Regions from separate parts of the Ovis aries genome. Here region 2 is linked to region 1. A link is a contact called in public Hi-C data. All regions are on one chromosome and are shown on one strand. Each heading gives the region's core, a stretch centred on a gene start, on an enhancer-like site or on the middle of the called end of the contact. The rest is flanking DNA. Distances are from core to core; before and after follow the strand shown.

Evidence for each region. Hi-C and Micro-C count contacts between places; a contact is called where the count stands out from the background.
Region 2: a Hi-C map of hypothalamus shows a contact between it and region 1, with 2.4 times the contacts expected there. The contact joins the promoter of C19H3orf20 here to the promoter of RBSN in region 1. A contact is called at or near these places in 3 of 16 Hi-C or Micro-C datasets (hypothalamus, skin fibroblasts and tail adipose tissue).

Annotation. Positions count from the first base shown.
Region 1 is chr19:57,099,213-57,106,242 of ARS-UI_Ramb_v3.0, forward strand. It overlaps RBSN (rabenosyn, RAB effector), which reads left to right and starts at 3,393. Exons shown (of 12, transcript XM_027957805.2): 1 at 3,393-3,507; 2 at 5,300-5,624. The coding sequence starts at 5,477. It also overlaps the pseudogene LOC114109355.
Region 2 is chr19:57,537,126-57,544,155 of ARS-UI_Ramb_v3.0, forward strand. It overlaps C19H3orf20 (chromosome 19 C3orf20 homolog), which reads right to left and starts at 3,197. Exons shown (of 15, transcript XM_042236434.2): 1 at 1-3,197. It overlaps CCDC174 (coiled-coil domain containing 174), which reads right to left. Exons shown (of 12, transcript XM_060402954.1): 11 at 6,473-6,625; 12 at 4,710-5,387. The coding sequence ends at 5,089.

The sequences.
Region 1 (7,030 bases), core at 2,143-4,642:
AACTCTAGGTCCATCCACGTTGTTGCAAAAGGCAGTTTTTCATTCTTTTTTTTTTTTTTTTTTTTGGTCTGAGTCAGAGTTCAGCAGATGTATGTCCCACATCCTGACACGTCCATCTCTCTCTGGACACTTCCTTGATTCCTCTTCTTGGCTGTCATGCCATAAACTATGATGAATGTTGTTTGTATGTTTCCTTTCAAACGTCAGGTTTTCTTTCTTTTGCATTTATGTCCAGGAGTTTGATCACCGGCTCAACTTTTTGTGGCATTTTGTAAAAATACATATTTATTTCTTGCTTGGCTGCCCTGGGTCTTAGTTCCATACCCAGGGTCTTTCTTTGCAGAATGCAGACTCTTAGTTGCTTAGTTGTGGTGTGTGGCATCCATTTCCCTGACCAGGGATCAATTGAACCTGGACCGCCTGCATTGGGAGCATGGAGTCTTAGCTTTGGACTATCAGGAAGTGCCCCTCATTGAAATTTTTTTTTTTTTAAGGAGATGTTCCTACCATTCTAAGTCTTATCCATTCATCCACCCATCCTTCACTCCCAAAAAGAGTGAAGGAGAGTTCATTTTTTTCTCCCCCCACCACATTGTACCAATTTGATGATGGCCATTATGACTTCTTTTTCACTCTCCTCTTCCACTTCCATCAAGAGGCTGTTCAGTTCCTCTTCACTTTCTTTGATAACGGTGGTGTCATCTGCATATCTGAGGTTATTGATATTTCTCCCAGCAACCTTGATTCCAGCTTGTGCTTTATCCAGCGCAGCGTTTCTCATGATGTACTCTGCATATGTTAAATAAGCAGGGTGACAATATACAGCCTTGCTGCTGCTGCTAAGTTGCTTCAGTTGTGTCCGACTCTGTGCGACCCCATAGACGGCAGCCCACCAGGCTGTTCTTGTTCTCAAGGCAAGAATACTGGAGTGGGTTGCCATTTCCTTCTCCAATGCATGAAAGTGAAAAGAGAAAGTGAAGTCGCTCAGTTGTGTCTGACTCTGTCCATCACCAACTCCTGGAGTCCACCCAAACCCATGTCCATTGAGTCAGTGATGCCTTCCAACCATCTCACCCTCTGTCGTCCCCTTCTCCGCCTACCCCCAATCCCTCCCAGGATCAGGGTCTTTTCAAATGAGTCAGCTCTTCGCATCAGGTGGCCATAGTATTGGAGTTTCAGCTTCAACAGCAGTCCTTCCAGTGAACACCCAGGACTGATCTCATTTAGGATGGACTGGTTGCATCCCCTTGCAGTCCTACCGCTAGGATATCTGGAGAGCAGCCGACCGTCCGAAGCTCGGGCATCCCCGCGTCCACCGTCAGGGGTGCAGTAGGTCTGGCTGTGCGGCGGCGCCCGCCTGGGTCGGGAGAGTTTGGTCTCCATCAGCACGGACGAGGCATTAGAGGCCCAAGTGGGGCTCATCTGCCAGACCATCCTGTCTTACCTCCCTCAGCCCCACTGCAGTACAGCCTTGAGATCCAGGGCTCCCCAGATGTAGGGGTGTCAAAGCAGTCAGGGTCCCCAAGGCCCACGGTGAATATAATGAGCATTCCCCCCCTTTTTTTGGCCACTGTTGTGTTTTTTTTTAATCCATTCATCCATTCCTGGATACTCTAGGCTGCTTCCATGTCTTGCCTCTTGTAGGAGATGCTGCACTAGGTAAGTGGATGCAGATGCCTTTTTCAGTTAGTCTTTTCTTCAGATAAAACCTAGAAGCAGAATCAGTGAGCCCCACTGCAGCTCTATTTTTAATTTTCGAGGCACTCCGTGCTGGTTTCCACAGCGGCTGCATCACTTTACATTCCCAGTTCCCATCCTCACCAACACACTGCTTTGCGATACAGCCACTCAGTTACAAAGTGATGTCTCACTGCCATCTTGTTTTGCATTTGAAGATTCACAGATTTTCCTGAGCACATTGTACATGCTTGGGTTGGATCCCCATCTTATTTCAAGCTTAAGCTCACGCAGTGATATTCTAGAAGGTTCCACATACTGCGAGTTTCTCAAATACGCCTTTTCTGTCTGGCTCTCAGGAGCTTTATGTACTAGGTGTGTGTGCTCAGTTGCGTGTGACTCTTTGGGACCCCACGGATTGTAGCTCGCCAGGCTCCTCTGTCCGTAGGATTTCCCAGGCAAGGATTCTGGAGTGGGTTGCCATTTCCTCCTCCGGGGGATCTTCCCAACCCAGGGATCGAACCCACATCTCCTGCATTGCCTGGCAGATTCTTTACTACTGAATCACCTGGGAAGCCCCAGAACTTTTATTATTTCTAATTAATTTATTAATAGAACTGCAGTTGTTGGTCTGGAGGAGGCATTAAAGACCCCTGGATGCCTCATATACCATGCATCTTGGCCAAGGCCTAAAGGGCTATAAGGTTCAGTTTTCCAATCTGTGCAATGGAGTGGAAAGCAAGGAATGGGGTTTAACTTCACCTCTCCCTGCCCCACCCCAGTGTCCGCCCATCCCGCGCCCCTGAACTTCCAGTAGTTCTGTAAGGATGTGACACTTGGTCAATAAAGAAGGCTGAGTGCCAAAAAATGGATGTTTTCCAATTGTGATTCTGGAGGAGACTCTTAAAAGTCCCTTGGACTGGAAGGAGATCAAACCAGTCAATCCTAATGGGAATCAACCCTGAATATTCATTGGAAGGACTGATGCTGAAGCTGAAGCTCCAATACTTTGGCCATCTGATGCGAAGAGCTGACTCACTGGAAAAGACCTTGCTGCTGGGAAAGATTGAAGGCGGGAGGAGAAGGGGATGACAGAGGATGACAGGGTTAGATGGCATCACCACTCGATGGACATGAGTTTGAGCAAACTCCGAGAGGGAAAGAGAGGACATGGAAGCCTGGCGTGCTGCAGTCCATGGGGTCACAAGGTGTCAGACACGACCTAGCCGTTGAACAACACCCCCAAGTTGCGGGGTTGGGAAAAACGTAAAATCAAGGGGCGTCAACCGGCCACTCGGAGAAGGCAATGGCACCCCACTCCAGTACTCTTGCCTGGAAATCCCATGGACGGAGGAGCCTAGTAGGCTGCAGTCCATGGGGTCGCGAAGAGTCGGACACAACTGAGCGACTTCACTTTTACTTTTCACTTTCATGCATTGGAGAAGGAAATGGCAACCCACTCCAGTGTTCTTGCCTGGAGAATCCCAGGGACGGGGGAGCCTGGTGGGCTACCGCCTATGGGGTCGCACAGAGCTGGACACGACTAAAGGCAAGAAACAAACAAAACAAACCCCGCCACTCGTTCCGGCGCCTGCGCAGAAGCCGCCGCTGCGCTGATCCTGGGGAATTTTTTTCCGGCCTCTCGATGACTCGGCGCTCCCGAGTGTTTTCTCCCCCGGTTTTTTGGTTTCGCGGCGGCCGCAGGCGTGCCTGCCGAGCGCCGAGCTGTTGATGGAGATGGCGGCCGCGCCCGAGTGAAGGCTCGCGGAGGCCCGGAGCCCGCGTCTGAGGACTGGACAGGCCTGCGCGCCCGGGGGAGGCCCGAGCAGGGTACGGAGAGGGCCAGGCGACTCTCCGGGTTGGGGCGCCACCCCGCTTCGGCCAGCAGACAGGCGGCTGGTGGCGGTGGCGCGGTGGCCCTGTGTGGCGGTGGGTGTGACTTGCGTGGTGGGCGCCGGGCCTCTCCTGCCGCGCGTCCCGCCCGCGGGTCCGCGGTGCTTTCACTCCGGCCGTGGCTGCGCGGGGACGCGTTAGCGGCGTTGGGTTCTGCGGCCGGGGGCTGTGTGGTCCCAGGCTGCGGAGAGCGGCCGGCGGCGCTCGCGCTGGACGAGGAGTTGCAGGAACCGTGGGCCTTATTTGGATTTCGGACAGGATTTCGGGGATGAGCGGCTCGCTTGTGTTGTGGACGTGGGGCCCAGCTAGGTGGTCTGTGATGGGTGTTTGGTTACGTGATCTTAGAGTTCGCTGTTTCATTCATTCCCTCCCGGGGCGTTATTGGGATCGTCGGAGGTTCGTGCCGGGCACTGACCCTGCGGGCGTGGTGGTCGGAACGTGGACGTGGCCTCTGCCCTCACACAGCTCACAGGCTGTGGGTTTTCGTCGCTTTGTGTACCTGTGATTACAAATTGCGGTCAGTGCTGTGAGGAGAGGTGCCCCGGGACAGAACACCTTGAGCAGTGCGTTTCTGCGGCCGTGAAGGTGCCTTGAGGTTTCGGGAGTTTGTGCTGGATTTGCGGCTGGTCGGGTGAGTGGGAAGAGAGGAGGCTCGGATGAACCTCTGGCTAGGAGCTGCTTGTCTTTTCAGCGGCTGTCTCTGAAAGGGGCTGAGATGTGATTGTACGCAATCGTCGGGCTTTTTCACTGGAGGAAGAAAACAGGAACCGCGTGTTTCATTTGTTTATTTCCTGGGTCACCGACCCCCTTTCGCTTTGATGACTGGGCAGTCCCTCCTCAGTGGCCCTGTAAGCGGGTCCATCGGCAGCTCAAAGCTGAGGCTTGTACATTCCTGCTCACTCTCCACCCTCGTCTGTGGCCTCAGGTTCTTGAGAAATTTCTCTGCTTTGGTGGAATGGTTTTGCCTCCGTTTTCCCTGTGGCTGGGAATCTTTCCAAGTTGACATTGAAAGTGACTTTGTCTAGGCTGGATAAAACTGAAAATGTAACTTATTAAACTCTGAATTGTTTAAGCACCGATTCTTTTATTTTTGAGGCAGGGAGAACGTTAGGTTTGCTGGTTTATAAAGTCTAGTAAGTTTATTGGAGAATAAGTACCATACAAACATAAGACACTAAATATATTTTTCTTTTTTTGGTAAGTATTTGTGTTATTTTCAGTTTGAGGCTATCGAAGTAGATTTTTCCTTCTGATCAGTCAAGTTTCTAATGCTGCTCCCTAGACTGAAGTTGGAATTTTTGTTTGGTTTCTAGGATAGATGCTATCCCTTTTACATCAGTGCATTTCTGAGACAGATGCAGAAACTCCATATATGTAGTTGAATAAATGGTCAAGGGAAAGAGAGTCAAGTAAAAACTTCTGCTTGTTGAGAGCTACTTCAGACATGGCATGCACTTTATGAAGCTGGAAACGTTACAGTATTTTCCTCTCTTATGTTCAGGAGTCTGTGCTTCCCCCTTCATTGAGTTGCTGTTTTTGTGTGATGGTCTCATCTTAGAAAGCTTTAGGTTTCCGTCTAAGGATTTGAGAAAGCAGTTTGTATTATCAGACTTGCACTGGAAAACATTAAGTACCCATCTTGAATTGTGAAAAGAATAAGGAAAGTTCTCAGTTACTGCTAATTTGCCTGAATTTGTCCCCTCCCCCCCTTTCTTTTTTCCTTTCGTAGGACTTCTGCTCCAGGGAGGACACCTCATCCAGGACCATGATGCCACTTCCCTGTCGTCTGGGTGCTGCTTGACCCCTTGTCTAAGCTAATGCTGTGGGATCCCTTGTCTCTTGTGGAGGAATCCAGCTGACTCTTGGCATGAGGCCCCTGCGTTGCAGGGGTTGAGAAAGACACCCCATGGCATCTCTGGATGACCCAGGAGAAGTGAGAGAGGGCTTCCTTTGCCCTTTGTGCCTGAAGGACCTGCAGTCTTTCTATCAGCTGCAGTCACATTATGAGGAAGAGCACTCCGGGGAAGACCGTGATGTCAAAGGGCAAATTAAAAGTAAGAGGCTAGGATTTCCGGCTTACCTCGTTCTGTCCTTGGGAGCTTTAACTCGTGGGATGGTTTTTATCAGCTCCCGTGGTTGCCACTGTCAACTAAAAAAAGATGTACGACTTGAGAGTTGTGAGTTAAGTTTTATTTGGGAGCAAAATGCAGACTGCAGCCCTGGAGGCAGCATCTCAGTTGGCTCTGGGCGCCTGCTCCGAAGCAGGAGTGAGGGAAAGTCGGTATATAAGGTTTTGGTGAAGGCGGAGTGCACTGCCGTGAAGCACTCAATTTACAACAGGTTTTTTGTGAGTCATGAGGGTCTGATGCACCATGAAGGGACTTAGTGCTTCTCTAGACGTGAGGAGATGCAAGGATGGAGATCATAAAATCTGTTCCTAAAAACATCCAACCATCTAAAGACCTGTCCCACCAGATTCCCTGGAGCACAGCGTGCCTCACTCCACCCTGAACTCCCTCGGGGGTTGTTGAAGGTCAGCAGCTAGAGCAGCGTGGGGCTCAGTCTCCATAGAGGCAGATGGCAAACGCCTCTGCTGTTCAGTTGTTGGCAGTGCTCTTGGTAAGTGCCAGTTTGTAGCTGACACCACCATCACACAATAAATAAGAGTAAATTAATAATAACAATAGAGAACACGTTTCTAGTGTTTTCCATGTAGCTGCTGCTGCTAAGTCGCTTCAGTCGTGTCCGACTCTGTGTGACCCCATAGACGGTAGCCCACCAGGCTCCCCTGTCCCTGGGATTCTCCAGGCAAGAACACTGGAGTGGGTTGCCATTTCCTTCTCCACGTAGCAGGTGGTATTAAAAACATTCCCCTGCATTAATGTCATTGAATTCTCAGCATAACTGTGTTGTCAATGGGCCCCATCTTACTGATGAAGATTCCAGACACACAGAGATTAAACATTAAACATAATGCCTACACAGCGAGGCTTCACACATAATGGGAAGCTGCACAGTGAGGTAGAGCCTGGCTTTGCACCTAGTAAGTGTCATTACTGTTCTCTGCTGTCTCTTCCTAGCCTGTTTGGATTATCTAACTGCCAGTGCCAGAGGGTTTGGGGTGGAATTCCTTCCTCTGCTATGTAAGCGGAGGCACACTATACACCCGCTTACCTGTCACAGAGTCAGGCTTTCCTGCCACCCTTAATTCCTTCACTGCACCTCGTCCTCCGCAGTGCAGGAAAAGGAAGCTATGGCTGGAATGTAGGGAGGGAAACCCACAAAGGGGAAACTTGGTGAGCTTCCAAGGACCCTCAGGTCCTAAAGGAATACAGAAAGAATTTTTGAAGGTGATTTTTGCTCTGGAACTCTCTTTCCTAGTGATTCAGTTAACCACTGGCCACACTTCTGAAGGCAATAAAAAGGTCTGATGCGCATTCACAGCTTTGTTGGGTGGGAG
Region 2 (7,030 bases), core at 1,947-4,446, 440 kb after region 1:
GAGACTGGGACCCTGCAGTCACCACTTGCCATCGAGTGGAGTTCACTTGAAAACCACCTCCATCCCCCACCAGCGGTATCTACTGGGGCACCAAAGGGCCCGTGAAAATGAGTCTCCCAGAAAGACTCATCCAGAGACATAAAAATGATCAACCCTTTGACCCAGTGATTTCAGTTGCCCGAGACAACAGTTTTAAAAGGAGGGACGGCAGCTGTATACATGCAGTTAAGCTAAACAAAAAGATGCCTATAGCCACTTCATTCCCCACAGTGAAATACTGCAGACAGCCAACAACTGAGGAAGTGTTAATGACAACGTAGATTCATTTGAACCATTAGCCAGCAAGGAAATAACTGAGTTCGGTTCTGAGAAACAGTGTTAGTACACATATGTGGATGGCAGGCCTACATGATGACACATCCCATAGACGTATGGTGATCATAATGGGAAGCAGAGACACAGGTCTTTCTGTTTGAAGGTAAAGAGGACACTTCAGGAGAGAAAACAGCAAACAAGGGTCCCTGCAAAGATGGCAGCACATTCATTCTCAGACGGGCTTGTGACCTAGGAGACTGGGGGAAGCAGGGCCCACTCGTGCTTCCTGGTTTCCATATCAACCCTCAACAACTGGGACTGTCTATGAGAGAAGAATGGTGTGGGGAGTGAGGGGTCAGGAGCTATGTCCATGTTCAAGCTCAGGGAATATGACTGGATAGAAGCAGAACTCGTCATACCCCAGAAAAAGAGTTACAATCAGGCAAAACCACCACTGAGCCTGTGAGCTTAGGACTGGAGAGAGCGTGGCGGTTAGAAACGTAGTGGGGATGATGCTGTTTAAACGGACGGTAGAAAAAAATACTGGTGGACACTCCTGTCACTGGAGAGATGGACACTTACTGGGCAGTTATACAAACACCTGAGATTTACTGAGAAACAGTAACAAAATATCAACACTAGGTCTGGGTGACAGGTTTTCACGAAACACCCTGCTTGGTCTGACTGTCCTGGTTTCCCAGTCTTCCTAGACAAGAAGCTACACCATCCCATCGTTCTCCCCACTCTGCCCACGCACTTGCTCCATGTGTGTTAAGCTAACGTCTGGACCCACAGCAGCAAACACCTCGCCACCAGCCAGCCAGCAGGGCAGGTGCCAGGACCAGGGGAGTTCCGTTCCCTCTCAAGGTTTTCAGCAGGCTGACCGAGTCACTGGCCACCACTTACTTACCTTAGCCATATAGTTTCTTACAGGAACTGCTTGACATATAACTGACTTAGTTCGATTTACTGGCTGAAAAGAAATTGAACACATATGGCGTGGCTGCTCTGTGTCGTATTAACTGTAGAGACCAGTACCCTCGCCCATTCCAGATTCTGAATTCTACTGCCTCAGCTGTATGTCACAACAAGGGCAGCTGAGAGCCAGCTCCCAGGCTGCACTACAGCTTTAAGAGGAGATAAATTATCCCACAAGTCTTTGGCAAATGCACAGCTAAACATAGCAGGAATCTCATGTATATGGATTTAAAGTTTCTCCTTTGGGACTTTTGCAAGCAAACAAAAGGATTTATTAAGCCAATTCAAACGAACTGTATTAAAACACACAAAGGCCTGGAGAAAAGATTACAATGAAAACAAATAATTCAAAGCAATTTCTAATCCAAGACATTTTGCTTAGCTCCACAACGCCATGAACGAGGTGTGGTCATGCTTTCCAACCGGAGGTTTCAGCACTGGTGGCTCCCAAGTCAAACACAGCCACAGGAGTAGCGTGAGTGCTTAATGCAGAGCTGGAAGAGGTCTGTTTGCCGATCACTTAGTTACTAACAGGAGAATTATATGTAGTTAAACCACAAAACGTGTAAAAACAGGTCAGAGCTGTGCTGTGCATTCACTAGCACTAGACATGTGTCTTTTGAGCACCTGAGTGTGGGATAGTATGACCAAGGAACTACCTTTAAAGTTTATGAAATTTAAAGCTTGATAATCAGTTTCGTTACTGGCCAGCTCTTAAATGTTTTTAAGTGTGTTTGGATCAACTCAGGTATGTGAATCTACTTTTTCAAATATATATTTTGTGAAATCCGAATAGAGACTGAGTATTCCTGATGAAAACTGAACATCTGAATCAAGGTGTGCTAGCAGTGGGCACACGGTGGGTTTTGAGGACTTGGTGAGAAAAGAGATGCAAAGCGTCCCACTGAACTTTCTGTATATTGATGGAGCGGTGAAATATTTTGGATATTCTGGGTTAAATGGAGCTGACTCTTTGAACCTGGGTGTGACCTGGGAGGGCCTACGTGTGCGTGGGCCGTTCACTAACACTACAGCACTACCTGTCCCACCGCCGGCTGAATATGTGGATATGAACGCACGTACAGAGGGCCGACTGCGGAACTCGAGCATCTACACTCTGGTGGATCCCCCCCCAGACACAGAGCGATGGCTTTATACCACAGAAAGAATTCGCTCTTTAAATGTGGCTCCTAGAAATCAAACTGACACACAGGGCTTACACCTCACTTCTGCTGGGCAGTGCTATTTCAGAGCATGGGTCTGCTGTCTAAGAACGCCAGTGCCATCTGCTGGACACACTCCTACGTAACACGCCCAAGAGAAACGGTAAGATTGAACTGTGTTAACGCTCAAGGACTCTGGATCTGAAATGGAACAGGATGTCAACAACTAGGCACTCAACTTATTTGTATGCTGTGAAAGGGGAATTCGAACGAGGCTTATAGGTTTTTAAATCCTAGAGAAAATCCAACTTACACTTATTAGCTGCATGACCATGAGCCAATGTGCACGGACTGGTCTGCTTTCCACCGTGGGTGCCCTGGGTAAGGACAAGAGGTTATTTGGGTGCCCTTCCCACGACCACTGCCTCCCATAAAAGTGAAAGTGTTACCTGCTCAGTCGTGTCTCTTTGTGACCCCATGGACTGTAGCCCGCCAGGGTCCTCTGTCCATGGAATTCCCCAGGCAAGAGTACGGAGTGGGTTACCATGCCCTCCTCCAGGGGATCTTCCTGACCCAGGGATCCAGCCCGCGTCTCCTGCACTGCAGAGCCACCAGGGAAGCCCGCTGCCCCGTGCTCATAGGCTCACTGCTGCCCGGCCACCCCCTCCACAGCCCGCCTCTCCAGTCCCTGCTGCACTACCTCCTGCCCCGCCCTCTGCCCTACACACGCTCTTCCCATCTCCCTCATATTTGCCTAGATACCTTCTTCTCTTTTGTTTTCCCTTATGACCCTAACAATTCTGTTCTTCCTTTCAGTACTCCAATTTCTGTCTCCTCTCCATTTGTCCTACAAGCTGTTTCAGCTGGTTTTACAGAAATGTTGAAGTCTTTGGTCCACTTTGAGATGGTTTTGTACATGGCGTGAGTTAAGTGTCCAAGTCCATTCTTTTGGAGGTGGAGAGTCGACTGTCTCAGAATCATGTTGAGATCTATTCTTTCCCACCACTGTCAAAAATCAAGTGACCACAGATGTATGGGGTTTATTTCTGGACTCTCAATTGTTTCATTGTTTATTAATACATCAGAACCACACTGTTTCAATCCTGGTATCTTTGTAGTAAGTCTTGAAATAAAGAAGTAAGTCCCCCAACTCTGTCCTTTTTCCTTTTTCAAAATTGTTTTAGATATTCCGGGTCTCTTGTAATTCCATACAAATTTTAGTTTGACAATTTCCGCAAAAAAGGAAGCTGGGTCAGTTGGTTTTCATGAATTATTTTTGCTAGGAGATGTATTTGCCTGATCAGGCTGACAAAATGACCTTTTGTAGGTCTTGCAACTCTGCCCTTGATCTGGACTTCAGAGGTTAAGTTTGTAAGGATTTGGGATTTTAATACTGCTCAATACTGGGGTTAAACACAGAGAGCAGAGGGTGCTGGAGAAAGTGTGAGTCCGGAACACGCGCCTAAACCATCTGCCACTTGGATACCACATGACGAGTCACTGACCCTGTGCTCCAGCTTGCAATCTGTGATGCGAACGGGGCCCAAGCATCAGTACTGCCGTGCTGTGGAGCGGAGACCACGGGCTCCTGCGGGCCCTTGGAAGATCTGCTCCAGTGCCTTCTTACAGGACTCACTGGCGAGGGAGGAAGCTCTAACAGCCCGGTGGGCCTGGTGGCCAACTTCTACTGCTTGTCTGCAGCTGTGACGAGGACATTGGGAGAGGACACAGATGGTACCCAGGCACAGGAGGTCCTTCTGGAGCACTGGTAACCCACCTGTTGTTAGCAAAGACAAAGGGATCTAGCAGCCCCTCACTCCAGCCCAAGTCCACCCCACTCAGGCTGGGATGAGTCGGCTCCCAAGTGAGATGAGGGCCTAGATCCGCAGCACCGGAAGAGCAGGCGGAGCTGAAAAACTGACTGATGGCTAAGAAGCATATCACTCGCTGACGAGGCCCAGCAGCCTCCACATGTGCCCGTCACTCAATAAACGCTTACTGAATGCCTACTCTGCAAGTGACATCAACATGTTCTTTTCTGGACTACAAAGTCCTCCCTGGTCTTCCTGATCATTTCAAATGATACCCTAAATTCTCCACCAGTGTCAGGGTCCTCCTGGAGACCAGATCATTTCGTACCCCAATGTCCCCTTCTGTGCTACCGTTTGAAAGGCTGAAATTCTTCCTAACAGATGCTCCATCAACTGACTTGGAAGCTGAATGCTTGGAACAAAGACATCTGTCAGCCAGCACTGGCAAAAGGAGAGAAACGGAGCCTTTAATCTGAGTAAGTCATCGGAGTGGGCATGAGAGACAGGCTTACAGATTCCTTAGGATCACAGATTCCTTAGTATCAAATATTACAGAATATGTCTACTCTATCTCAGCTCACGTATAAATCCAGATGAACTGGTGTCTCCATACCGATCAGAATGAAATGAATAGCTAAGTGGCCAGAGTTCCCACAGTACCATTCACTTTCTTCCCTGCTGACAAATCCAGCCTGAGGTCTGGGTCTTCAGGGAAAGGACAGGAAGAGAAAGCTACAATTCAGTCCCTAAAGTTATTTTCTCCACTGTGGGAGAGGAAGGCACCATTAACAGTACAGACCCAAGTTACAGTGTTTTTAACTTCATGTTACTTGTTTATAATATGATATCATATCATCCAGAGTTTCAAAAGTGACCGTCGGGGCTTGTGGTGGGCTGCTGGGGGCAGGAGCGGATGACGTCTGTGACGCGCAGGGGTCATGGCTCTGGCCAGAGTGCTGCCCCGGGTCCCTCTGTGCAGGGGCAGGTCGGCTCCAGGCCTGGCTGCTCAGAGACTCAGTTCTCTTTTGGTCCACAAAGTAATACGATGGTGGCGCAAACTCAGGGTCTCTCTCAGCCCGGAGATCTGACTGTCTCTTCGACCAGTATCCAAAGGAAAAGTCTAGTAAAAAATAAAGTGTTCTTAGAACTGATTATTGAATCATTTGAATGCTTTTAGTTTTTAATCGTCATCTGTCTTTCTTAAAAGCCACCTTACATTCTCCGGAGAACTAAACTACAAGGCGCATGCAATGCCTACAGAAGCACAGGGAAGGAACCGGGCTGAGAAAGAGGAGTGAAAAGTCCCACAGAGAAAAGCTCAGGGAAGGTTCTGTGGAGAAAGAAGGCTGGCGGGTTCTGGGGACAATGCCAAAAAAGCACAAAAACAGAAATAACGAAGTGTTTAAATCATTTGCTTGACATGTTATAGGTACTTCATAGCAAAACACAAGTTTTGTCCTCTACTGAGTTTTAGAAGATACAAAGGGCACTGTCCAGAGCTATCTGTCTCTAACAGCGGCACAGACCCAAGCCACGCGCCATCCGCATCTTTCACTTGAGTCGTGATCTCACAGGCTTCAACAGTTAAGCGAATGTACCACTGAAATGACTGTTTTCAAAATGGCAGAAACCAGAGTCTTTTTCCCAAAGAGAGGTCACTGCAGGTACCACAGTGTCTTTACAGGAAAAAACTTAAAGAAAAATTTGCATAACCTAGTAGAACCATATGTGAATTCAAGTTAATAAACTTGAATGCAGATTGTTTTCAAGAGAGCATAAAAGAGACTGTTAAAAACACAGACTACATTAAAGTACCAAACTTTCCTAAGACTTTAAAAAAGCAGTTCTGGACAAACAGTATCCCGAAGGTGTGAAACCACAAGAGGGCAGCAGGAATTTCCAAAACCTGCCCTTAAGTGCGTCTTTAAAATAGCTCATCCTTTAGGTATGATGCCTTGCAGACCCTAGTCTTTTATATCACACTTTCTAGTGCTTCTGGTTATTGAGAAGAAACAAGCTCAGGGACCTAGAGAATCCTCTAAGCTTCCCAGGACCACTAAGACTCACCAGAATCACAGTCTGCTCAGGAGAACCGACCCCTCACCTTTCCTCTGTTCCACTCGTGGACGTGTGGCACCCTAGGCCTGATAATCCTTCCCCTCCTAAACCAAAATCACAGTCTGCTCAGGAGAACCGACCCCTCACCTTTTCCTCTGTCCCACTCGCGGACGTGTGGCACCCCGGGTCTGGTATCTTTCCTCTCCTGAACGATGACTTCTACTTTGCTACTCTGGGCAGCTGTACGAGGAGCTGGCGTGACGTCTGGTTCTGGGGGCAAAGGCCCAATAACATCTCCATCTATTTTTGTAAAGGAAATAAGACTTCATTACAATAAAGCTTACGACTACTTTAAAAAGTTAAATAGAACATACTTATCCTGAGAGTACAAGCAATACCTGGTATTCACTGAGCACCTATTATATGCCAGGTTGTGGGCTAAGTACTTTGTACACAGTAGTTCACTTAGCTCTTTAACAACCCAATCTCAGGACTGGTACTCCATTCTATCCCCATTTTACAGATAAGGAAAATTACCATCAGAAATGCTACAAAGGTAAATACTGAAGAGCCAGGATTCAAACCCAGATTGGATGGATTTCAAAGTCTCTGTTTGACACTATGCCACCCCACCTCCCCTGATCAACAATCGAAGGACCAGAAACCCTTCAATTACTCAAAGAAAGAGTCTCAGGCAAAGCAAGG